2 separate regions of the Sus scrofa genome follow, and region 2 is linked to region 1. A link is a contact called in public promoter capture Hi-C data. All regions are on one chromosome and are shown on one strand. The core of a region is the stretch at or near the end of the contact, and the rest is flanking DNA. Distances in the headings are between cores, read along the strand shown. Region 1 holds the start of EIF2B4 (a long non-coding RNA gene). Region 2 holds the start of AGBL5 (cytosolic carboxypeptidase-like protein 5).

Region 1 (4,873 bases), core at 889-3,388:
CTTTGGAGCCATAATCCTTTCGTGTTGGAACCTGGACAAAACAGAAGAACAGGACCAAGAGCCTGGAGTTTAAAACTATGGGATGATGCTGGGAGGGAAGGAGACAGCGAGCCCACTTTGACCCAAATACCCAGCCTTTCCCAGGGTCTCCCTTTGCCCTGAGCAACTTTCCTCCCTCCCTAGGCTCTTTCTGGCCACACACCTAACCCACTCCCTACCTGCTGTCGCTCGGGCCGTTTAACAAGCCTTCTCAGAAGTGTGGGTTCATCAACCTGGGTGTGCTCAGGTAGCCGCTTCACTCCTAGAAGAAAACAGACGTGTTTTCAAGACACTAGCTCATGATGAGAAATTTGCTTTCAGGGTTATAAGGGACATCAAAAAAATTTGAGGTGGAGGAGAAAAGAGTAGAAGAAACAGGGGGAGTTCTGGTCATGGCTCAGCGGTAACAAAACCAACTAGCATCCATAAGGACACGGGTTTGATCCCCGGCCTTGCTCAGTGGGTTAAGGATCCGGCACAGCCGTGAGCTGTGGTATAGGTGCAGACACAGCTCAGATCTGGTGTTGCTGTGGCTGTGGCGTAGGCCAGCAGCTACAGCTCCGATTCGACCCCTAGCCTGGGAACCTCCATATGCTGCAGGTGTGGCCCTAAAAAGACAAAGTAAAAATAAAAATAAACAGGGGGAGGACAAGGTTGGGGAGAGAACTGGGAACCAAGGCGAAGAATGGGAGAGAAGAGCTGCTTTTCAGTGGGGAAGCCCTAGCTAACTCAGGAATGGAGAGCCAACAGAGGTCTTGAAACGATGGGAAAATACCTGAGGGGTTTCTCCAGCTGTGCTGGGGCAGGACTGAGGAGGGGGCCCTCCTTGTTCCCCTTTTCTTGCCTGCTTCAGGGCCCGCTCAGCCTCTTGCTTCGCTCGCCGTTCAGCTCGAAGTTCAGCTTTACTCCGACCTGCTGGAATTTTCTCCTTGGCAGTGCCCAACTGACTGTCCGGTCCTGGCAGGTCTTTGGTCGGGCCTACTAAGGGTAGATGGAAGAGGTGCCCAAGCTCCAGGCAGGTACTATCTATGCCCCAACCAAAGCTTCTTTTCTGTTTATCTAAACTTTGTCTCTCTTCACTTGTTCCAACCAACTTTGTCCTGTCTCCCCTTCTTCTCTCCCGCCACATCCCTTTACCAGCTCCACAGCCCAGCCCTTTAAAAAAGCCCCCGCACCTTGACATTGGGCTGCAGACACAGCAGAGCCAGTTTCTGGTTCTGTCCCCTTTTCCTCCTTCCGTTTCTTCTTTTGCTGTTTCTTTTCTTTCCGAAGCTGCAGCTTTTCTTCTTGGGTCATCTCCCTCCCCCCTGCCTAAGACACAGACATAAATACTGCTTTTTCCCAACCATTTCAAAAAACGAATAAACACTACAGGATTCCCAAAAGGTCCCTAATGCTCCTTAACTCTTACCAGCTACCTGTTACAAGCTAACAGCCCACAGGGATGGAAGCCTTTCCCCCAGGATCGCAGTCACATTACCAATAAGGCTTATAAGTTGACACTGCCTCCTGCGTAGCGCTTGACAGGCGGCTTGGGAGGGCACCCTCACTTACCCCTGGCCGAGAAGCAAGCTCCGCCTTCATCCCAGATCCCGAGTCTGCATCAGAAAACAGGGCACAAAGTGAATCAGAGAGGTTCCGGAAGGGTTTAGAGGGGCTCGTACTCGACGCAGCTGGCTGCTGGGTCCGCATGACCACGGCTCCTCCACCAGGCGGGAGGTGAGCCAGGGATCCGCGTGGGGACGCAGTGCGCAGCAGGATCAAAGGCGGCGGGGGGAGGAGAGAGCACGCACCCTTCCCGCAGGAACAGGCCGACGCGCAGGGCGGAGTGCGTCCGAGACACCGCGGACCAGATTCCCGCGCGGTGCCGGAACCGAACGACAGGGCCGAGAGGGGCTCGGGGCCCAGCCGTAGCCTCCCAGGGCCTGGCGGCTCGCGTACCTGTTTGTGCGGCCGCCCCTTCACTCACCCTCGCGAACAGCCACAGCCACAGCAGCCATCACCCGTCCTAGGCTCCGCCCGCTGCAGTCACAGGGACCAGAGCGCCCCCAAGGCCGACAGCTGCGGAGCGCAGCTCCCCCACCCAGAGGACTACAAGCCCCGACGTGCTCTGCGGCTCCGCCCGGGCTATGGGTCGCGATAAGGGCCCAGTCAAACCTGGGTTCCCAATCCCGGCAGTAGGCTCTTGCCCTTTAGACTACAGTTCCCAGGATTCCCCGGGAAGCTGCGCCCCAGAGCGGACGTCTCCAGTCCTTCCCTCCTCGGATCTCAACGGCCGCCCCCCCCGCCCAAAAATGGCGAGCGAAGCTTCGGGGACGCGCTGAGTAGCGGAGGCGAGCGTGCAAAGCCACTGCGGCCCTCACAGTTCGGAGCCCGGCCGGGCCCTGCCGCAGGGAACATGCACTTTTCCATTCCTGAAACCGAGTCCCGCAGCGGGGACAGCGGCGGCTCCGCCTACGTGGTGAGGAGCGGCCGGAGCCCGGCCGGGCAGGGGCGGGGATAACGGGCCGGAGCCCTCCGAGCGGCCTCCGAGGTCTGGCCGCCGCCTTTCGGGCCTGGTCACTGGCCGCCAACTCCCGATGGCCTCGCTGGGAGCTTATATTACGTCTCAGATTCGTCCAGAGGTCTCCCCAGCTCCTGTAGGTCCTTTGTTCCGCCGCGTCACCTCCCTCGACTGGGCCGCGGCTACTCTGGTGGGCGTCACTGGCCTCTTGGGGAGGAAGACTCCAGCCCGAGCGCCCGGGTTTCCCCGGGACCGGTCCTTCTGCTTTGGGACCTGGCTCCGGGGCAAACAGACTGGCAACCTTCGGAAGATCTCGGCGCCTTAATCAGGCAGAGCTGTGCCAGGCAACTTCCGGCCAGGGTTCTCAAGGGGGTCGCCCAGACCGCGACCTTAAAATGCTTGCCTGTTTTTGTGTCCTCAGGCCTATAACATTCACGTGAATGGAGTCCTGCACTGTCGAGTGCGCTACAGTCAGCTCCTGGGGCTGCACGAGCAGGTGGGACTAGCACTCCTGCCTTGAGGCAGCTTCAAGCCCTTTCCTACACCTGGGCATCAGTGTCTCCATTTTCCCCCTCGTCGCTTTCCCGGGGGCTGTAGTTCCCTTTTACTCACTACCATAATCACTGCCATGTTGGATCTGGTGCTTTATCTTACCATCGTCTGACATTTCCAGGGGACTCCCCACGAATCTGCGCCTCTAACTGCGCCTCCCTGTACTAACATCCTCCTTCCTGCTTCTTGGTCCCCTCCTTACACAGCCTGTACACTGCCTTTGTCCGTGCATGGAGAAACCGACGACCCTTCCCCGCTCCACTGCCAAAGCACTTTCCCTCTGTCATCTGAGCTGCCACTTGAAACTCTCTTCCCTGCTCATACAAACCATTCACCAGTTTCCTTCTGTGTTCCTTGACTCACCTGAGTGGGTGTAGCTGTTCCAGTTATCCGTATGTGTCGATGATGTAATGTTTCTCCGTTCTCCACACCAAATTGTGAGCTCTGTATTTAACTCAGTACAGCGTCCTGGTTCTATTCATAACTGGTTGTGCAGCCCTAAGCAAGTTACCTGATTTCTTTGGGCCTCGGCTTTCACACCTGAAAAATGGATTTGTTGATCTGCAAAGTCCCTCTCAGTCCTAAGACACGTCGCGAACATACTTAGCCATTACTTGTTTGTGCACACAAACCTTTCTTACAAAGCCCTTTGCTTCCTGTGAGGGTTCAGTGAACACAGCCTTGCTAGATCATCAAGGTGCTCCCAAAACCCAGGCCCTTTACAAACTCTCCCCGTATTGTGAAGAGGCTGACTTCTACACAGTAAGATCGGAAAGAACCTGTATCTAGGACAGCGCTCCCTTGGGATGCTGCCTCTGCCAAAGGGCTCATTTCCTGGATGACCAGGGGACACAGGGGAGCAGGAACTGAGGCAGGGGAAGGAAAGCCCAGGAGGACATTATGAGTGTGTGTTGCCTCTTCTCTTTTGCTGTGTTTGTGTGAAGAATTGTATCTCTTTCTCCAAATAGCTTCGGAAGGAATATGGGGCCAATGTGCTTCCTGCATTCCCCCCAAAGAAGCTTTTCTCTCTGACCCCTGCTGAGGTAGAACAGAGAAGAGAGCAGTTAGAGAAGTACATGCAAGCCGGTGAGTGGTTGGAGGGAACTTTAGGCTGACTCTGTTGAGGACTCCAGGGAGAGACTCAAAGCAGCTGGTTCTGTAGAAGGTTCTGAAGTAGTTTCTAGATCTGGGAGGCCTCTTGTTTGATGTATTGTTTAATTACCAAAAGTAAATAGTTGGAGTTCCCGTAGTGGCTCAGCGGGTTACAATCCCAACTAGTAGCCATGAGGATGTGAATTCGATCCCTGGACCCACTCAGTGGGTTAAGGATCCAGTTTTGCCGTGAGCCGTGGTGTAGGTCACAGATGTGGCTCGGATCCCGAGTTGCTGTGGCTGTGGTATAGGCTGGCAGCTGCAGCTCTGCTTCGACCCCTAGCTGGGGAACTTCCATATGCTGCAGGTGTGGCTCTAAAAAGACAAAGTAAATAGCATCCAAGTGTTCTCTAGGTATCAGCAAAATAATTTGTATATACACATACATATATATATATTTTTTTTCTTGTCTTTTGAGGGCCGGACTCAATGGCATATGGAGGTTCCCAGGCTAGGGGTCGAATCGGAGCTGCACCTGTCAGCCTACGCCACAGCCATGCCAGATCCAAGCCACGTCTGTGACCTACACTACAGTTCACAGCGAGGACAGGGATCGAACCCGCAACCTCGTGGCTCCTAATTGGATCCGTTCCTGCTGCGCCACGACGGGAACTCCAAGAAACACTG
Region 2 (4,873 bases), core at 1,136-3,635, 290 kb before region 1:
TCGTTGGGTGGAATATTCTGTTTATGTCTGGGAGTTAGTTCTCCTTGGTGTGCTGATCAAGGCCTCCATTTCTTTACTGAGCTGATCAGAAGCACATTCTTGTTAAAGAGCTCTTACAAATCAGTATGAAAAGCACGAAACAGCAATAAAATATGGATGAGAGGTATTTCATAAAAGAAATACAAATGAACAATAGACTTGGGAAAAAAGTCCATTTCATTGGCGAAGAAGTGCACATTTTAAATGAGACCACTTCCTTCTTCCTATCGTATTAACAAAGGGTTTTTTAAGTGGCAGTATACTCAGTGAATGCTGTAATAGAAATTGGTATCATGTTTCCAGGAAGTAATTTGATAATATTTATCAAAAGCCTTAGAAGTGTTATACTACTGTACCAAGTAGTTCCATTCCTATAAATATATTCTAGAGACTAGAGAAGTAAACAGAAATATGAACAAAGATTTATGTACAAGAAAATTTAAGGGGGGGAGGGAATAGGATGAACTGGAAGTTTGGGGTTTGTAGATGCAAACTATTACATGTCAAACGGATAAGCAATGAGGTCCTATTTTATAGCACAGGGAACTATATGCAATCTCTTGGGATAGAACATGATGGGAGATAGTATGAGAAAAAGGATGTATGTGTATGTGTGACTGGGTCACTTTGCCATACAACAGAAATTGATACAAGACTAAATCAACTATACTTTAATAAATTTAAAAAGAACATTTATTATAGCTCTATTAACAGTGAAAATTTGGATATAAACTGCGTCTGACAATAGGATAGATATTTCAACACATTTTGGTAAAAAGCAAAAGAGAAATGGCTATTCAAATGATGATCTCAAAGAAGCCTTAATGGCATATTTGCTTATTATTAATTGATCTCAATGTATTGAAACATTGCTACAATAAAAAAAATAGAAAATAAATGTTGGAGAAATTGGAACCCTCCTACATTGGCCGTGGGATTTGGAAAATTGTTCAACTGCTGTGGAAAACAATTTGGCAGTCGTCAAAGAGTTAAACATCTAATTACCATAAAACTCAGCAATCCCATTCCTAGGAGTACACCAAGAGAAATGAAAACACACAGAAACTTGTACACCAATGTTTATAGCACTGCTATTCATAAAAGACAAAAGGATTAAATAGCCTAGAGATCCATAAGCAGAAGAACAGATAAACAAAGGAATGAAATATTATTTAGCTGTACAAAGGGACGGAGTACTGATACATGCCACCATTTGGATGTCTCGAAATATTATGATAATCATATGATATTATGATATTATGCTAAAAATAGATAGGTAACAAGGACTTACCAACTCCCTTACTATAGCACAGGGAGCAATACTCATATTGTTATATATATATATTCTGAATCACTCTGCTGTACACTCGAACCTAACACAACATTGTAAATCAACTACCCTTCAATTTTTTAAAGTGAAAGGAATTAGACACCAAAGGCCACATCGTTTATGATTTCTTATATATGAAATCTCCAGAAAAGGCAAATTCCTGAAGACAGAATGTGGATGACCTGTTCCCAGGGGCTGGGTGACCTGCACACCCGGTGTTCTTCTACGGTGATTTTTTAAAAGTTTTTCAGCTAGAGAGGGTGATCATTTGCACAACATGGAGAACGCACCAAATGCCACTGAATTGTTCCTGCTTTTGAATAGGTCATACTTTAGAACTGTTATGTGAATTTCGCTCAAACAAACAAAAACAACCCAAAGCAACCTAATTAAATATGTTCTGCTTTCCAGCCCCGGCCTCCCCTCAAGAACAAGGGTGAGAGCGCTAAACACCGCTCCGAGAAAACTACCCCAAGTTAACGCTCTCAGACACAATGGTAGCATTTGCAGCGGCAGAATAAAGTTATAGCGGTACATCAATGCGAAAATATTCATCTCCTGCTTTGCGGATGGGCCCAAGGTGAACCTCGTGTTGTGGTCAGTGAAACCTCCGATTTAAAGCTCAGCCGGAGAGACCCCATAAAATATCGGAGCTACAAGGGGCTTGAAATCATCGCCCGACCTGGATCTGCCCGGGCGACTGTGATTCCAGGTAGCATAAACAGTTGCCGCAGAGCTGGCAATGGAGAGCAGGTCTCCCCGAACACGCACCCCGCCACATCGCGAAGCAAAACTCCACGCTCTAGCTGGGGTTTAGGTTTGTTTCTTTGTTTTAAAACCCCAGGAGCCTTTGGTTGGTCAAAGGATTGTGGGCCGCTGGCATGCAGTCCCCGAAAGAGAGAGGTGCAGGTGTGAGGCGGGCAGGGGAGGGGGCCGGGTGGAACTGAGCCGCCCGACTCCCTGCCGGGTTTAGGGCCCCGCCCGCAGTGGTTAATCCCTGGCGTCCAGCGCAACACTGCTGCGCCGCCCGGCTCGTCTCCTGCAGCTCCGTGGTTTGTATCTTTCCTGCTCTCAGGCGGAAGAGATCCTGACAAACGTGGGGTAATCGACTGAATGAATGTCCTTCACATCAGGAAGGCAGTAGGATATTATTGGCGCCTCCGGAGAAACCCGAGGGAAACGAGGGGCGGAAATAGCTAACGTAAGCCGTCGGGGTTTGCAAACCCGGCCGGCGCGGGGAGATTTTTGACCACCTGTGCGTACCCGCCCCACCCGAGAAATGGGGTCCAGAAGTCAGGGTTGTAGGCCAGATCTCTAAGCGTCCGCAGTTCTGTAGAAGCCACCGCGCGTGAGGGGTGGGGGTATCGCTTCGTAAAAAGCAAGGAAACGGAAGTGTATTGCCGGTGTTTCCTTCGTCTAGGGCTGGAAAGTGGCTCCTTTGGCAGCTTCCATTGCTCGCGCCTCTGTCTCCGGCTTCCTCTGTTCTGTGCAGCCTAGAGGAGCTGGAGACCAGGGCACGGGAAAACCATTGAGACCCTGAAGGAGTGCGATCTTGGTAAGTATTAGAGGACATCCGCAGCTTTGGGAAACAGCGGAGCCTTCGATAGCTCAGTTGGTAGAGCGGAGGACTGTAGTGGATTACCCCTGGCAATCCTTAGGTCGCTGGTTCGATTCCGGCTCGAAGGACTTCGTCTGACGTTTTTTAAACCCCTACCCGTTTCGGGAAAAAAGGCTTTACCTAGAATGTTTGAATGAGCACTGCCGCTGCTCCGTGCATGTATGCAGCAAGTACTCAGCACGCTCTCTTGTAAGTTACGTAGGCCTTATTATTGCTTGCGTGTAATTATTATATGCTTGCTTTAAAAAATCTTGCAGTGATACCACTGCACTGGCTCCACTGCACTCGAGAACTGAACGAATATTCTGAATTATAGTGGGTGCTCTTGTCAGTGGACACCCCAGAACAACCTGTAAGGCAAAGGGAAGGACTTCAGCAGCAGCCGGGGGATTAGCTCAAATGGTAGAGCGCTCGCTTAGCATGCGAGAGGTAGCGGGATCGATGCCCGCATCCTCCACTCGGTTTTTGCTCTACGCGTTGGAGAATCCCTAAACCTTAGGAGAGGGTGGACTAGGTGGGCGTTTCATAATTCACAGAATAGTACAGTAGGCAATGCTTGGATTCGCATACGGTCCTTTTATTTTTGCAGATGAGTCTTCCGGTGCCCTTCTTGGTGACTTTGTCTTTTCCTCCTCCCGGCGGGCAGTCCGTTAACTGCCTTCTACGAAGACGCGGGCGGAACCCTCCCGCCCGGCCTGCGGGCGGAGTCCCGTAAACGGTACCGGCTCAGGTACCCGCCAAACGTGCGAGGCAACCCCGGCGTGCTGACCAATGGCAGCGAGCCTTACTGGGCGGGTAGCCAGCTGTCCCCGTGGCCAATAGGCGAGAGACTTCTTGTTTCCTGGCAGAGCGGGGTCCCGGCACCGCGGTGCTCCGCTTTGGTTTGGGTCCCGGGTGGAGGGCCCGGGTGCCGGGGCCCAGGTGGCGCCTCGCTAGCGGGAGCGGGAGCGGGATCACCGGCCCGGAGAGAGGTGAGGGGCTCTGCGTGGAGCGAGGGCCCCGCCGGCCCCGCCCCCTTCTCAGCCCTTGGCCGCCCTGAGCCCCTCCGGAACCCCCCGCCGCCCGGCGGGCCACCCCGCCCCTCGCCTGAGCTGCCCCTGGCCCCACCCCCTCCTGTGGCCTCACCTCCCACCTCTGCGCCCAGCCTTCCTACCCTCCCTCGCGCGTCAGTCGGCCCTGACCCGTCCCCTGCCTCCAAACCCCACCCTGCCCGGGGCAGGCTCGGTCCAGGTGCGAGGGTCCTTCCGAGCCGAGGGTCGAGAAGTCATCCCCGCTGCCAAATGGGTCTCTATCGGCCACGTTTTTTTAAGGGATGCTCGGAACACCCATTATTCACAATGACCAGGGTAGCTTTTTCGGGGGCTTCAGTGCTTGCAGAACGAGAGGGGAGGGGGTGGAGATAGACCCGCGTCCTAGCTAGAACTGAGCTACTCTTTCCAGGTAGTCATGTGGCATCTGTCCAGTTTCCTTTGCCTTGGCAAAGGCCACACTTGTCTAGTTTTCTTCCATAATAGGCATAGAGTAGTAACAAAAAAAGTAAGAGCCAGCCTTTCCGAAGCTCAGGAGGGCAACAGAAAAATGACCCGTCAGTACTTGCGAGGTCAGAGGAGTGGAGAGAGGAAGCTGCCCATTGAAAGTTGGAAACTGGGTTCCTTCTGCTCTGCTCCTCTGGAGAGTGGGGAGCCAGTCTAGGAACCAGAGATCCAGAATGGCCCATTTTCAAGATGGCCCTGTGCTGTGGCGGGTGTATCTTGGCTAGTTTTGCACCTCTCTAATTCTATTCTCTCATCTTTGGGCTGTAGAGAAGCTTATAGTCTAGGGTTTCTTGGCATACTTAAGCCACTGAATATTTCATCTTGGAATAGCCAAGCTGTAGTAAAATAAGG

What was found. Promoter capture Hi-C pulls out the DNA fragments that hold promoters and counts their contacts.
Region 2: a promoter capture Hi-C map of liver shows a contact between it and region 1, with 5 times the contacts expected there. The contact joins the promoter of AGBL5 here to the promoter of EIF2B4 in region 1. A contact is called at or near these places in 1 of 5 promoter capture datasets (liver) and 1 of 2 datasets of contacts at active chromatin or transcription factors (alveolar macrophages).

The regions. Positions count from the first base shown.
Region 1 is chr3:111,778,926-111,783,798 of Sscrofa11.1, reverse strand. EIF2B4 (a long non-coding RNA gene) reads right to left here and starts at 2,138. Exons shown (of 13, transcript XR_002342807.1): 1 at 2,009-2,138; 2 at 1,594-1,637; 3 at 1,215-1,350; 4 at 816-1,020; 5 at 219-303; 6 at 1-31. SNX17 (sorting nexin-17) reads left to right here and starts at 2,254. Exons shown (of 16, transcript XM_021087689.1): 1 at 2,254-2,500; 2 at 2,964-3,038; 3 at 4,063-4,180. The coding sequence starts at 2,438.
Region 2 is chr3:112,064,459-112,069,331 of Sscrofa11.1, reverse strand. It overlaps AGBL5 (cytosolic carboxypeptidase-like protein 5), which reads left to right and starts at 2,385. Exons shown (of 16, transcript XM_021087715.1): 1 at 2,385-2,924; 2 at 3,577-3,717. TRNAA-AGC (a tRNA gene) reads left to right here and starts at 3,372; the gene lies at 3,372-3,444. TRNAY-GUA (a tRNA gene) reads left to right here and starts at 2,967; the gene lies at 2,967-3,055.